Linked DNA regions of Mus musculus: region 1 is linked to region 2. A link is a contact called in public promoter capture Hi-C data. All regions are on one chromosome and are shown on one strand. Each heading gives the region's core, a stretch centred on a gene start, on an enhancer-like site or on the middle of the called end of the contact. The rest is flanking DNA. Distances are from core to core; before and after follow the strand shown.

Evidence for each region. Promoter capture Hi-C pulls out the DNA fragments that hold promoters and counts their contacts.
Region 1: a contact with region 2 is called in a promoter capture Hi-C map of neural stem cells. The contact joins the promoter of Pgap4 here to the enhancer-like site in region 2. A contact is called at or near these places in 6 of 39 promoter capture datasets (the 3T3-L1 cell line, the C10 cell line, hippocampal neurons and 3 more).

The regions. Positions count from the first base shown.
Region 1 is chr4:49,594,101-49,600,402 of GRCm38.p6, reverse strand. It overlaps Pgap4 (post-GPI attachment to proteins GalNAc transferase 4), which reads left to right and starts at 2,527. Exons shown (of 2, transcript NM_025944.4): 1 at 2,527-2,779. Gm33106 (a long non-coding RNA gene) reads right to left here and starts at 4,564. Exons shown (of 3, transcript XR_390562.3): 1 at 4,523-4,564; 2 at 1,575-3,547; 3 at 631-848.
Region 2 is chr4:48,723,700-48,729,499 of GRCm38.p6, reverse strand. No RefSeq gene overlaps it. Among named protein-coding and RNA genes, the nearest start is that of Gm52718, 49 kb to the left of the region's middle. Within about 2 kb of position 3,674, at least 41 of the 459 cell types and tissues checked have an H3K27ac peak or open chromatin away from gene starts, as enhancers often do. A contact at or near this core is called in hippocampal neurons and neural stem cells, where this site is marked.

The sequences.
Region 1 (6,302 bases), core at 1,278-3,777, 870 kb before region 2:
TTCTCAAACTCACTGGCAATGCCCCAGGCAAAGAGGCCAACAAATCAAACAAAATACCCCAGATACACATCAAAAGAGGGTCTATGTTTGAAAGATAAAACTGCCCTGGGTGAGATTCATACTTTTTGCTTTGCTGTGTGTGTGCAATTGGATAAAGTCCACGAAGCTCAGAGCTGAAGCCTTACTCAGCTTTGAAGCATCAGGGCATCAGCTCAGGGGGAGGCGGAAGAGAGGCTAGAAATTTAGATAGGGAGGTGTAATACAAGAAAACAGAAATAAACTAAATCCCCCCAAACTGGATTTAGAATCTTCTCAAATCTTCAGGTGATTGCAAATCTACTGGAATACAGACAAGACACCGTGGGGGAGTGGGGAGCCTATGCAAGTATAACAGAAGCTGGATGGATGGGGAGGGGTAAAAGGAGAGGAGGAAAAATGATCCGAGATATCAGCTATTGCAGGAAACACACAGTGTGAAATTGAACACTGAATCCAGGCAAGTAAATTGTGTGCTAGAGCAACACCCAATAGTCCTTGGAGAAAGTTGTAGACTTCAGAGTTAATGCAATACCAGCAATGGCCTGTTTTGTTTTGTCATTCATTAGATACGTCTAGAGAAAAGAGAAGAAAGCCGGAATAGCTGGTTTATTATCAGATGCGTTATAAACATACTGCCAAAGGTAGAGGCACTTTGTATTGGTAGAGGGGAGAGCCGTCATCCGTGTACATACGCCTGATTACAGAGCAATAGAACATATGATAAGACGTGTGAACATTTAAAGTGAGAAGAAAGTGGATGATGCACAGCTTCATTAATCTTCACAGACAGTTTTCCACAGCTGACAAAGCTAGAAAGTCAAAACCAGGAAAGACAGTGTCAACAGTACTATGCCTGACAGGACGCTTTAAAATAATGAAACCACTGTAAAACCAAACAGTTGCCCAGCATGTATCGCTCCAAGGCCACATGGAACACTCCTCAAAGACAGGCTTTATTCTGGACCGTTAAAGAAAAGCTCTCCACAGACTTAGTGAACAAAATCTTACGGGTGAGTTTTCTAATCTCAAAAGAACTGGGAATAAAACACTGAAAGAAGCACTACCAACAAAGTTAAAAACACACGCTGTCTTAGTCAGGGTTTCTATTCCTGCACAAAACATCATGACCAAGAAGCAAGTTGGGGAGGAAAGGGTTTATTCAGCTTACACTTCCACATTGCTGTTCATCACTGAAGGAAGTCGGGACTGGAACTCAAGCAGGTCAGACAACAGGAGCTAATGCAGAGGCCATGGAGGGATGTTTCTTACTGGCTTGCTTCCCCTGGCTTGCTCAGTTTGCTTTCTTATAGAACCCAAGACTACCAGCCCAGAGATGGCACCACCCACAAGGGGCCTTTCCCCTCTTGATCACTAATTGAGAAAATGCCTTACAACTGTATCTCATGGAGGCACTTCCCCAATTGAAGCTCCTTTCTCTGTGATAACTCTAGCTGTGTCAAGTTGACACGCAGAACCAGCCAGTACACACAGCTAAAACATACAAACCAGACAAGCAAATGACAAGAAATTTTCACCTAAATCAGGCAGATATCATGGCCTTTCTTGTAGTTGGTTGTCTTTTTCTGCGATCACCTCAAGGCTCCTTCAAGTGGACACAAAGAACCCCAGTGACATGAGTTCTGAGAGGCTTCAACAGCAGGAACTTGGCTCAATAGGCTGAGCTCAGGATTGTTCGCCTCTGTAGTAGAAAGCAGCTAGAACATCTGGAAACAAGATGATGATCTCATTTTTTGCATCAAATAATTTACTTATGGAATTTCCTCTTTTTAACCCTGTAAACTCGTATGTACCCTGTTACAGAAAGGGTTTTACTGGATATTTTCTATCGGTGCCTCCTAATCTTGCAACTTGTTTCCATCCTGAGTATTTAAGTGATAATGATCAGACAATACAACATTATGATCACCAAAAAAAAAATTCCTATTATATGTACATCCAAAATACTCATTTAAGTCCTAGCCTACACTGGCAAACTGACATGGAATAGAAGCAATAAAAATGGCCACAAAGATGTATGGTGGTGAGAGCCCTGGTGAGGCCAGGGTACTAAGCTGGCTGTTTTTTACCTTCTCATAGTCAGACATGCAGTTTTTTTCCCCCTTCCTTGAGTCATTTCCTATGCTTTCCCTGTGTTGCACGTCAGGATTACTCTACCCCAGTGCGTATATTTTTCTCCCTCTCCAGTTATGTCTCCCAGGGGCTTTTGCATTTAAACAGAAGGCGTTTAGAAGATTAAAGCCCATTCAGAAACAGAGAAATAGGTTTCTACACAAACGCTTCCGCAAAGGGCGAGATGCTTTATTAAAATACATCTTTCTTCTTGTGCCCACCTGATGGAATAAAACCTAGGCTTGCATTCACATTATAAAAGGGACATCATCCTGTTCTCCTGACTTGGGAGCGACCCTGCTTTTCCCTCGCTGCCCATCAGTTGGCGCCTTTTGCCTCTCCCCCACCCCGCCCCGCAACCCCCACCCCCAAGCCAGCTTTGGGGGCTGCAGTTGCTCCGCAGCTCTCAGGTCACGTGGCCTGGCAGAGCGAGGGGAGCCCTGCACCGGAGCGAATGCTGGAGGAGGCGAGCCTTCCGCTACTCTCCGCCCGGCAGGGTTCTGCCAAGGCGCCACCATCGAGACCAGCCAGCCTGGGCTACAGCAGCGGTGGCCTGGGCTACAGCGGCGGTGGCCTTGGCAAGCCAGGACGTAGCTGACGCCTCCACGGGGTAGGTTTCCTGCCGGGCTGGTGTCGCGGAGAAGCGCGCCCTCGAGGGGACGCGATGTGGGAGCGACGGCCGATGAGGGGAGTGGTGCTCCCGAGGCCTGCGTCCCCCGCCCTGAGCCCCGCAGGCTGGCTCGGCCGCGGCCCCGCCCTCGGTGCGTCTGTGGCACCAGGCGGGTCGCCTCGCTCTTTGGCTGTCGCCGGCCGGGCCGGGTTGTCACCAGGCCCGAGGATGCAGCCCGGGAGCCCCACACAGCGGCCGGCCTGAGCGCTACCCCCTAATGGCTGCCCGGGAGCGGGGGCCCCTCCGCCCGTCCTCGGCGGGGCGCGTCCTCCAGCGAAGGTGACCGGAGGAAGGCGCCCCTCCCGCTCCCGGGAACGCCCGCGCCTGGAACGCCACTGCGCTGGACTCGCAGTCTCTGCCTGAAGGTGGGCAAACTGAGGCCGGTGGGCAGAGGGGACTCCCCAAGGTCAGCGAGGGCCCTAGATGCCAAGCTAGGGGTTTTCAGTCACTATTATTTTCCCCAGAGTGGATGGATGGGTGTGTCGCAGCTTTCGCTCAGGTTCTTGTGCCAGGCGTCGCCCGTGCCGCACTGCGTTCAGGAGGTTGTCGCGGGACCTGAACCCCCGCAGGTCACAGTGACCTGGCATCTCCTGCTCGACCCTTGCTCTCCCTGCGGGACCACAATGCGGCTTCAGTGATGATCTCACCATGCGGATTATCACCAGAAACTGCAGGTGTGGGTGTGCGCGCAAGTGCACGCCGGTTTCCCTGAGAGAAATAAACCATGTATGGGAAATAGTTTTATTGGAGGATTTCTAGGGGGTCTTTATGCGCCACATAGTTTATGAGACCAGAAGAGCAAACAAGGTTCGTCTAATGCTTAATATGATGAGAACCAGAAAAAAAGAAATGGAAATGATAAGCATGGAGCAAAAAGAAAAAAAAAAAAAAAAAAGAAAAAAAAAAAAGAAAAATATAAACAAAACTACATCTTTTAGATTGTTGAGATTCTCTGTTTAGCTTTAAATTTTTCTATATTTGAAGTTAATATTAACAATGTAGTTATTATTAATAATGTAATTATATTAATAATGGTATGTAGTTTTAATTTGCTTGCCTTTATCCATAGGAACCCATACCTAATTACCTGTGTTTGACTTGCTCATTTATATGGATCCATATTTTAATTGGAGTAGTTTTTCTAATTATAATTCAAAACATTCTTTAAAATGCTTTCGTTAATTTTTTAATGTGTTGATAGTAATCTGACTATCAATTTGTCAAAACTTTGAACTATTTGAACAATTAAATGGTACATTTTGTTGTACTAAATGTGCCTCAATAAAGTTGTTTTTAGACAAGATTGGGGGCATTGAGGGTGGTGTGGCTGTAGACCAAAGTTGTTTTTAAAAGCTAGGAGAATTATACTGGGTCATGAGAAAAAAAATAGGCTTAATAAGATAATAAAACATGCTATAAAGTCTCAGTAATTAAAATAACAAGAGCCATGGCACACACTGGCATAGTGGCCCAGGCTCGCAATCCTAGTGCTAGGGAGGTTGAGGTAAGAGAATCTCTAGTTTCATGTCAGTCTGAGCTTCATAACAAGACCTTGTCTCAATATAATAAATAAGAATTAATACAACAACAATAATGAAAAGGGACAAACTCACAAATATAAGATATCTAATACACCATAAATGTAGCAATTTAAATTAGGGATTAAAGGGGATTTAGGCTTACTTGCTGCCCTGCTCACCGTCCATGTGTCTGGCACAAGACTCATTGTGGAGTGAAATTTTGAGTACAGGTCACTGAGGTCATACATGTTCTTTGCAGACATGTAGAAAGCCAGCAGGAAACCTTCTCTCATGCCTCTCAGCTCACTTTCATTAAATTATATTCCCTATATGTAATAAAAAATGGTCATACTATGTACATTTTCTATAATTTGAATCAACATAGCTGCCCTTCTCGTCCCATTTATCACTCAGCCCTTCCTATTACGAACAAAATTTAAGGAAGACATTCTTACTGGTTCTAAGAAGCATAAATCATCATTGCTGCCAGGTGTATTACTTGCTATCCCACATCAAAAGGTGTGCCTTGGAATTACCTTGTAAGATTTACCAATTCCTGTGCAAATGCTTGTTTGTTGAAGCCATATTGCTTCCTCTTGGAGTAAACTGATTTGAGATTGTGTTAATTCTCAAAACTTGTTTTGGAAAAAGGACCACCTCTCTATTAACTGAGACTTTCCGGTAGGAAAGTGTTCTTTTAATGCATTTATTAGTGACTTTTAAAATATCCTTTAGTATAATTTTATGTGTATAGTCTGCCCATGTCTCCAAATTATTTGTATATTTCATTTTTATTCTAAATATATTTCTTTTCCACTTTACCTGAGTTTATTTTTTAATTCTGTCAATGAAGTTTGATGGATGGGATGAAATAATTTATTTTATGTGTTTTATAAATACATAGTATGTATGTCTCTTCAGAGGTAACCAGTGGTTCCATGCACACACACACACACCATATTGTTTTATGTTGTTACCTACCGTGTCGTAAAAGTGGTTCTTACTGTTGCTGATGGGTTTTCATTTCACTTTCTTGGGCTCAGACGCTCTCGTACATGTTGGGTAAGAGCAGGGATCCTGGATTGACCTTTTTACTACTACATTCCAAAATCTTTGTTAACCACTTCAAGTTTATTCTGCCTTAGCTTGCCCACCTACAAAGTGAATTTAATAACTATTATAGGCTTTTTATGCAGATCCACTCAATGCTTAAAAGAGTCCCTGTCACATAAATGCTGGGCAAAGTTAGAAATAAGTTGTTCTCTGCCCAGTATGTGACTGGGCTGTATGCTGCTCCCAGTTTTATAGCAGAGAAATAAAGAGGGCCATGGTGGCCAAAATACAGTCATTAAATCTCTTCTTGGTATAGAGTACTTACTGTGCCAGGCCTGTGAGGCAAATCAAAGACAAATGACACTGAACCCAGTAAAAAGGGACTTAAGCTGGGCATGGTGGCGCACGCCTTTAATCCCAGCACTCAGGAGGCAGAGGCAGAGGCAGGTGGATTTCTGAGTTCGAGGCCAGCCTGGTCTACAAAGTGAGTTTCAGGATAGCCAGGGTTATAAAGAGAAACCCTGTCTCGAAAAACAAACAAAAAAACAAACAAAAAAAAGAAGAAGGGACTTAAAGGGTTGTTGAGTGAAGGGTTATGAGTAAAGTCGTGAAAGGCATCAGGCAACACGGGCAGTGTGTGGGCTTTGAATTTCCTGCTTATGGATTGATAGAATCTTTTTTCCACCTAAACAGGATTAAATCATATTGCTATCTGAGAGCCAATTGGTCCAAATGGAATCAAGGGTCTAACACACCCTGGAGTGTGCAGAGAGGATGTAATAAATCTCTGAAAGTAGATATTCTACTCCGTACCTCGGGGTTCGTATCTGTGGACCCAGCTAACTTCAGATCGAAAATGATCCAAGAAATGAAATTTTCTTTAAATCAAA
Region 2 (5,800 bases), core at 2,425-4,924:
ATCAGTTTTTGATAATTCCTTCAACTGATGGGTAATGTTGTTAATAGCTGACAAAACCAGAAACATGTCCATAAGAGAAAGATACTGTATCAGTTACTTTTTTCTCATGGCTGTGCAAAACACTTGACAAGTACAGCTGAAGGAAGAATGGCCTTGTTTCAGCTGGTGACTGAGAGTACAGTGTGCCGTGAAAGAGAAAGTATAGTGGGATCATGAAGCAGCTGATCACATTGGATCCACAGTCAGTAAATAGAGAGATTATTAAAAGCAGAGTGAGCTATAAAAACTCAGGGCCCCCCAACTGAGGAACTAGAGAAAGTACCCAAGAAGCTGAAGGGGTCTGTAATCCTATAGGAAGAACAATAATATGAACTAACCAGTACCCCCAGAGTTCGTGTCTCTAGCTGCATATGTGGCAGAAGATGGCCTAGTTGGCCATCATTGGGAGGAGAGGCCCTTGGTCTTGCAAAGATTATATGCCCCAGTACAGGGGAACGCCAGGGCCAGGAAGCAGGAGAGGGTGGGTTGGGGAGCAGGGCGGGGGTGGGGGAGAGGGTATAGGGGACTTTCGGGATAGCATTTGAAATGTAAATGAAGAAAATATCTAATAAAAATTTTGTTTAAAATTTAAAAAAAAAAACCTCAGGGCCCAACCCTGTGGCCCACTTCCTCCAGCAAGCTTCCACCTCCTCCCAAAAATGCTACCACCCGGTGGGGTCCAAGTTTGTAAACACATGAGCCTATGATGAACATTCCACGTTCAAATCACAGCAGATATATCCTGTATTTACGTTTCTCTAAAGCAGTGGTTCTCAGCCTAGGATTGTGACCCCTTTAGAGTCCAACAAGCCTTTTATAGGGATCACCTAAGATCATCAGAAATATCAGATATTTACATTGCAATTCATAACAGTGGAAAAATTACAGTTACGAAGTAGCAACAACCATGCAAAAATAATTTGATAACTGGGGGTCACCACAGCATGAGGAACTACATTAAAGGGTGACTGCATCAGGAAGGTTGAGAGCCACTGCTGAAGTCTGACCGAAGGACCTAATTTGACAAAGTGCACAGCACAACTGAAATCAAAGAAAATCATTCCTGTTCTCTTCTAGCAGCAGGTCTTGGGAATATATCCTCCATAATAATTAATCACAGTGGGAATTCTTTCTCCAAAAGAATCTAACTCATTTCAGGGTGTGCATTTCATGTTGGAATCTATAATTTGGTGACTGAAAAACCTCTAAGTAATTGGAATAGAGCTAAGGCCAGTAATTGACATAAGTGAGCTATCTGAAAGAGAATTCATGGTTGTTTCCGTCCATAGTGTGGGAGCTGTAACAAAATCCATGACTTAGGAGCAGGTACACCCCCATGTCTCAGGAACTGCTTAGGAGTCTTTGTGTGATTAGTGTATGTTCACTATGAATTTCCATCTAACCCTAACTGAGTCAAATTACCCATTTAGCTTCTCAGTAGGATTTGAACTGGCATAAACAGAAATCTTCCTTAGTTTGAACAAAGGGCCTTCTTTTGCACTGTGTCCATGGTCACAATTAGCATTTGTTAGTTACCACATCTGCTCAACAAATCCTGTTAAGTATTTCTGTGGATTCTCTCTTTGAATCTTTTCAACAAAGCTAGAAGACTTCTATGAATACTAGCACCACAGAATGAGGGAGGTGATGTTTGGAGAGTTTTAACTTGGCCAAAGACTAGCTGATGGCCAGAGTGAGATAAAATAATCAGGCCTGAGCAGTCCTGGCCCTGGATTTGAACCTTTGTGAAGCCATATTTGTAAGACATTCAGTCAATGGTGACTTATTGTAGCAACACAAAATGGGGCAGGATTATATTGATAACAAGAAGTTTTAAATCTTTTTTTCCCCCTTGTGCTATGAGGAAAAAGAAAACTAGAATTTTTTTCACTTCAATTGTCCTAAACTAAACATTTAGACATTTAAAGTCTGATTTTCAAATGACGCCCCACACTATACCCACAAAAGTCACTCCGACATTCCTTCCTGACCAGGAGACTCACTAACAATGCTCAGTGTCAAATACACAAGGACTTGTAAGAGCAACCTCACCCCAGTCTTTGCATCTCTCGGCCTCATCCTGTTTCCCATCCCCTTCATACTTATGCCTCTTGTCTTTCTCTCCAGTGAATAACTTCGTCAGAGACAAAAATGGTCAAATGCAACTCTTTTCCACATATCTTAGTGGCAGCAGAAGAAAGCCAACATCCTTTGGTCGATTTGAATGAACACAACCCTTCAGTAGTTGAATGCTCATCAAACAATAGTTTTGATAACAAATGATCCCACTTGCAGCCTGTCATTAATCCATCATCAGGATTGAATTTTCCACGTGTAGGCAGAGCCTCTACATAGTGTCTTATGAGGCTGCCCTTTGATTTTCTAATCTAAGAGCAGAATCGCAGTACATTCTGAAGGCATCCTCATAGAAGCAAACAGCTCTATTAAAACCTGAAACACTGACACAGTTATTCTGAGCCAATTGGGCCATTATGTACACAAAACAAGATGAATGGTTCTAAATATGAGGCCGTACTTCCAACGAGCATGAAAAAGACACCTGATTTACTGCGGATGCAAGAGGCATTGTCATTCTGTGATATAGAGTCACTTGTCTTCACCGCAGACGATGAGGGAGTGATTCAATCGTGTTGGCTGGGCTTTTTTACTTTTACCATAATAATTATTATTGACAGATTCATTTGGGATAAGAAATGGTCTTTCAGAAAACACTAGGGATTGTAATAGAGCCCAAGGTGTGGACGCAGATGTGCATTATAAAGCAATATACGGCATAATGAGAAAAAGCATTCTTCCCTACTCTATTAATTGTGGACACTGCCTAGTAATCAAGAACTGCTGACCTCTCCAACCTCCAGCTAGAAGGTATTCCTGCGCTGGGATGCACCATGGCCTACGTACGAGCTTGAACGGATGTACTGCTGAGAACTTGCATGCTGATAATTCACTTGAACACAACCTGTCCACCGCCGCATTGTCTGAATATAATTTATCAAGAATATATAAACACTTCACACAGGTGAAGGTTCACCCAACGACATGATGCAATTGATAAACAGCTATGACAGCATTTTAATCAGCAGCTGTGAAGATGACTTTGAAAATATGGAAAATGCTTGCATCGTGGGATTACATGATCGCAGAATGCAAAACTGTCAGAACTTTAAAGATATATAATAACACAGAAGGGGGTAAGAGCAAGAAGGCATAAGCAAGCTGTTGTACTGACAGGGAGAATGACAGGCCATTTATTTTTTAATGTCCTCTAATGTTCCCGTGGTATTCTTATAATAAGAATTACTTTTTAATCAATCCCACCACGTCATGTGAAAAATCTACCCCTCACTGTAAAATCCATAGACTAAAATAAACCCTGCATGTGATAAATGCTGAAGCATGGTTTTTTCCAAGTTCAAAAATAGTGTTGGAATCTGCTAAGGAGTAGGCTCACATTATTCAATGTCAGATGCATTTACACTCGTATGTATTAGTAATTCGTTTGGTTGACTCTGCCTTTGCTGTTGCCATGGCAACCGTTTCCACTGCTATTAGTACCTCTGGGGCCCAGGATTGTTCACTTATTTTTAGGCCGTTTCTCTTCTAACAAAGCAATTAATGCTGCGCCTTGTCTGTGTCGGGAGCTCTAGTGAACTGTGCTGCCTTGGCGGTGGCTGAGTGTGCACTTTCCTTCCGGCTGCCTTGGACGGTGCTCTTGCTTACACCCTGGCAGCTCACCTCTGTAAATGAATTTTTACTGCTTCTAACTATAACATATTTAGATTTTTTTAAGTTTTGGTTACCATCCCACACATACACACACATACACACACACACACACACACACACACACACACATACTATTTTTCTCTCCACATCATCAATGAAAACACACTTTCATTAGTGGTTACTTGGGTCTGCTGCCACAGAAAAGAGTCAAAATGCCTTAGGGGAAGATTCTCGAGGCCTTTAGGGGCCTTCTGTGCAGGTGTGACAGGATTATACAATCTGAACCTGCCTATCTCCAGTTCCAAGGTGGTTACAAAAAGCTCAAACATCCCCCTGCCCTTTCTGCTGTTTGGAGTCATCTAATGGTCCTTTATAATTGAATATTGAGGTCAGAGACTGCCTTTTTTATATGTCAAATTAACCTTTAAATAGTAATGCCTTGTGTGGTTAGATTTAATATGAGGTGGAATTATAAATTTTTGTTAATTAATACCAGGTTCTCTGCAAGAGGAGGACACACTTCAGCCCCCAAACTTATAAAGTCATCTCTCCTGGGACCCATAGAAATGGCTCAGTGGATAACAGTTGCTATATAAGCCTGAGGGTTTGAGTTCAAATCCCCAGAATTCACATTAAGAAGCAGTACTTGGCTATGCATGTGTCTGGAAACTCAGCTCTGTAAAAGATGGCTAGAAGGATTGTTGGAGCTTGCCCAGCTCCAGGGTCAATGATAGCTAGTGTTTCATGATAAAAAGGTAGATAATAATAGAGTAGGGCACTGGACTTCCTCCTCTGGCATCCGTGGGTGTGCCTGGGCACACACACCCACAAACATTCATGGGTATATACTATGCACATATGCACCATACATATGTAGACACACACACACACAAGAAACAAGCAAAAATACCAACAAAATTCCTCTCCCATAGTAGTGACACTGATTTGTTCATGATTGAGGAACTCTTATTCATTTGTTTGGTTGGTTGATCAGGGTCTCACCATGTAACTCTGGCCGGCCTATAACTCACTACATAGAACAAGTATCTGCCTGCCTCTGCTTCTGCCTCCAGAGTGTGGGGTAAGCACTACCAGGCCCAGTTCCCTTAGCTTTATCACCTGTTTAAAATCTCTCCTTTAAGCAAAACCTTTCTGCCTTTCCAAATATCCAGACACTTTAGATTCTGCTATCAAGTTTTTAAAAATCTAGTAGGGCATGATGGCATATGCCTACAATCACAACACTTTTTAATCTGAGACAGGAAGTACATGCCTTCAAGACCAGTCTGAACCACAGAGCAACATGCTGTCGCAGAAAAAAATAAATCAAACTTAATACTCACCGACTTTCTAAGAAGAAGCTACAGTGAGAAAATGTCATAACTATGGACTGCCACTTTAATTAACACTTACTAGACCCTGGTCGTGCATACATGAGTGCATGTGTGTGTGTGTGTGTGTGTGTGTGTGTGTGTGTGTGTTGGAACATGATGGAGAATGTCAATAGCAACTAGAATTGTCTGGCATTGTGGAACTATTTTTATAATAGTTTTAAGAGTTTCAAATTAGTCAGGCGTAGTGGCGCACGCCTTTAATCCCAGCACTCAGGAGGCAGAGGCAGGTGGATTTCTGAGTTCGAGGCCAGCCTGGTCTACAAAGTGAGTTCCAGGACAGCCAGAGCTATACAGAGAAACCCTGTCTCAAAAAAACAAAAAAAAAAAAAAGAGTTTCAAATTGAAGTTTATTATTGAAAGCACAATTTTCTAGCCTAGTAGACAGCCTAAGGACAGCATGTGAGGGTGGGAGGGAGAATTTCAAAGGACATTTGTTCCACCATTTAAGGCACACTTGGAAAATGCACAAAAGATGGCATTTTAAAATGTCTCTCTCTCTCTCTCTTTTAATAGCTGCCTAGTATTAGCCTTCCCTCTGCCAATGCATACACACGGGAGACAAAACCAGCAGCCCATCAAAACACCAGCTGTCAGGAGAGACCAACTAACGACAACCTCCG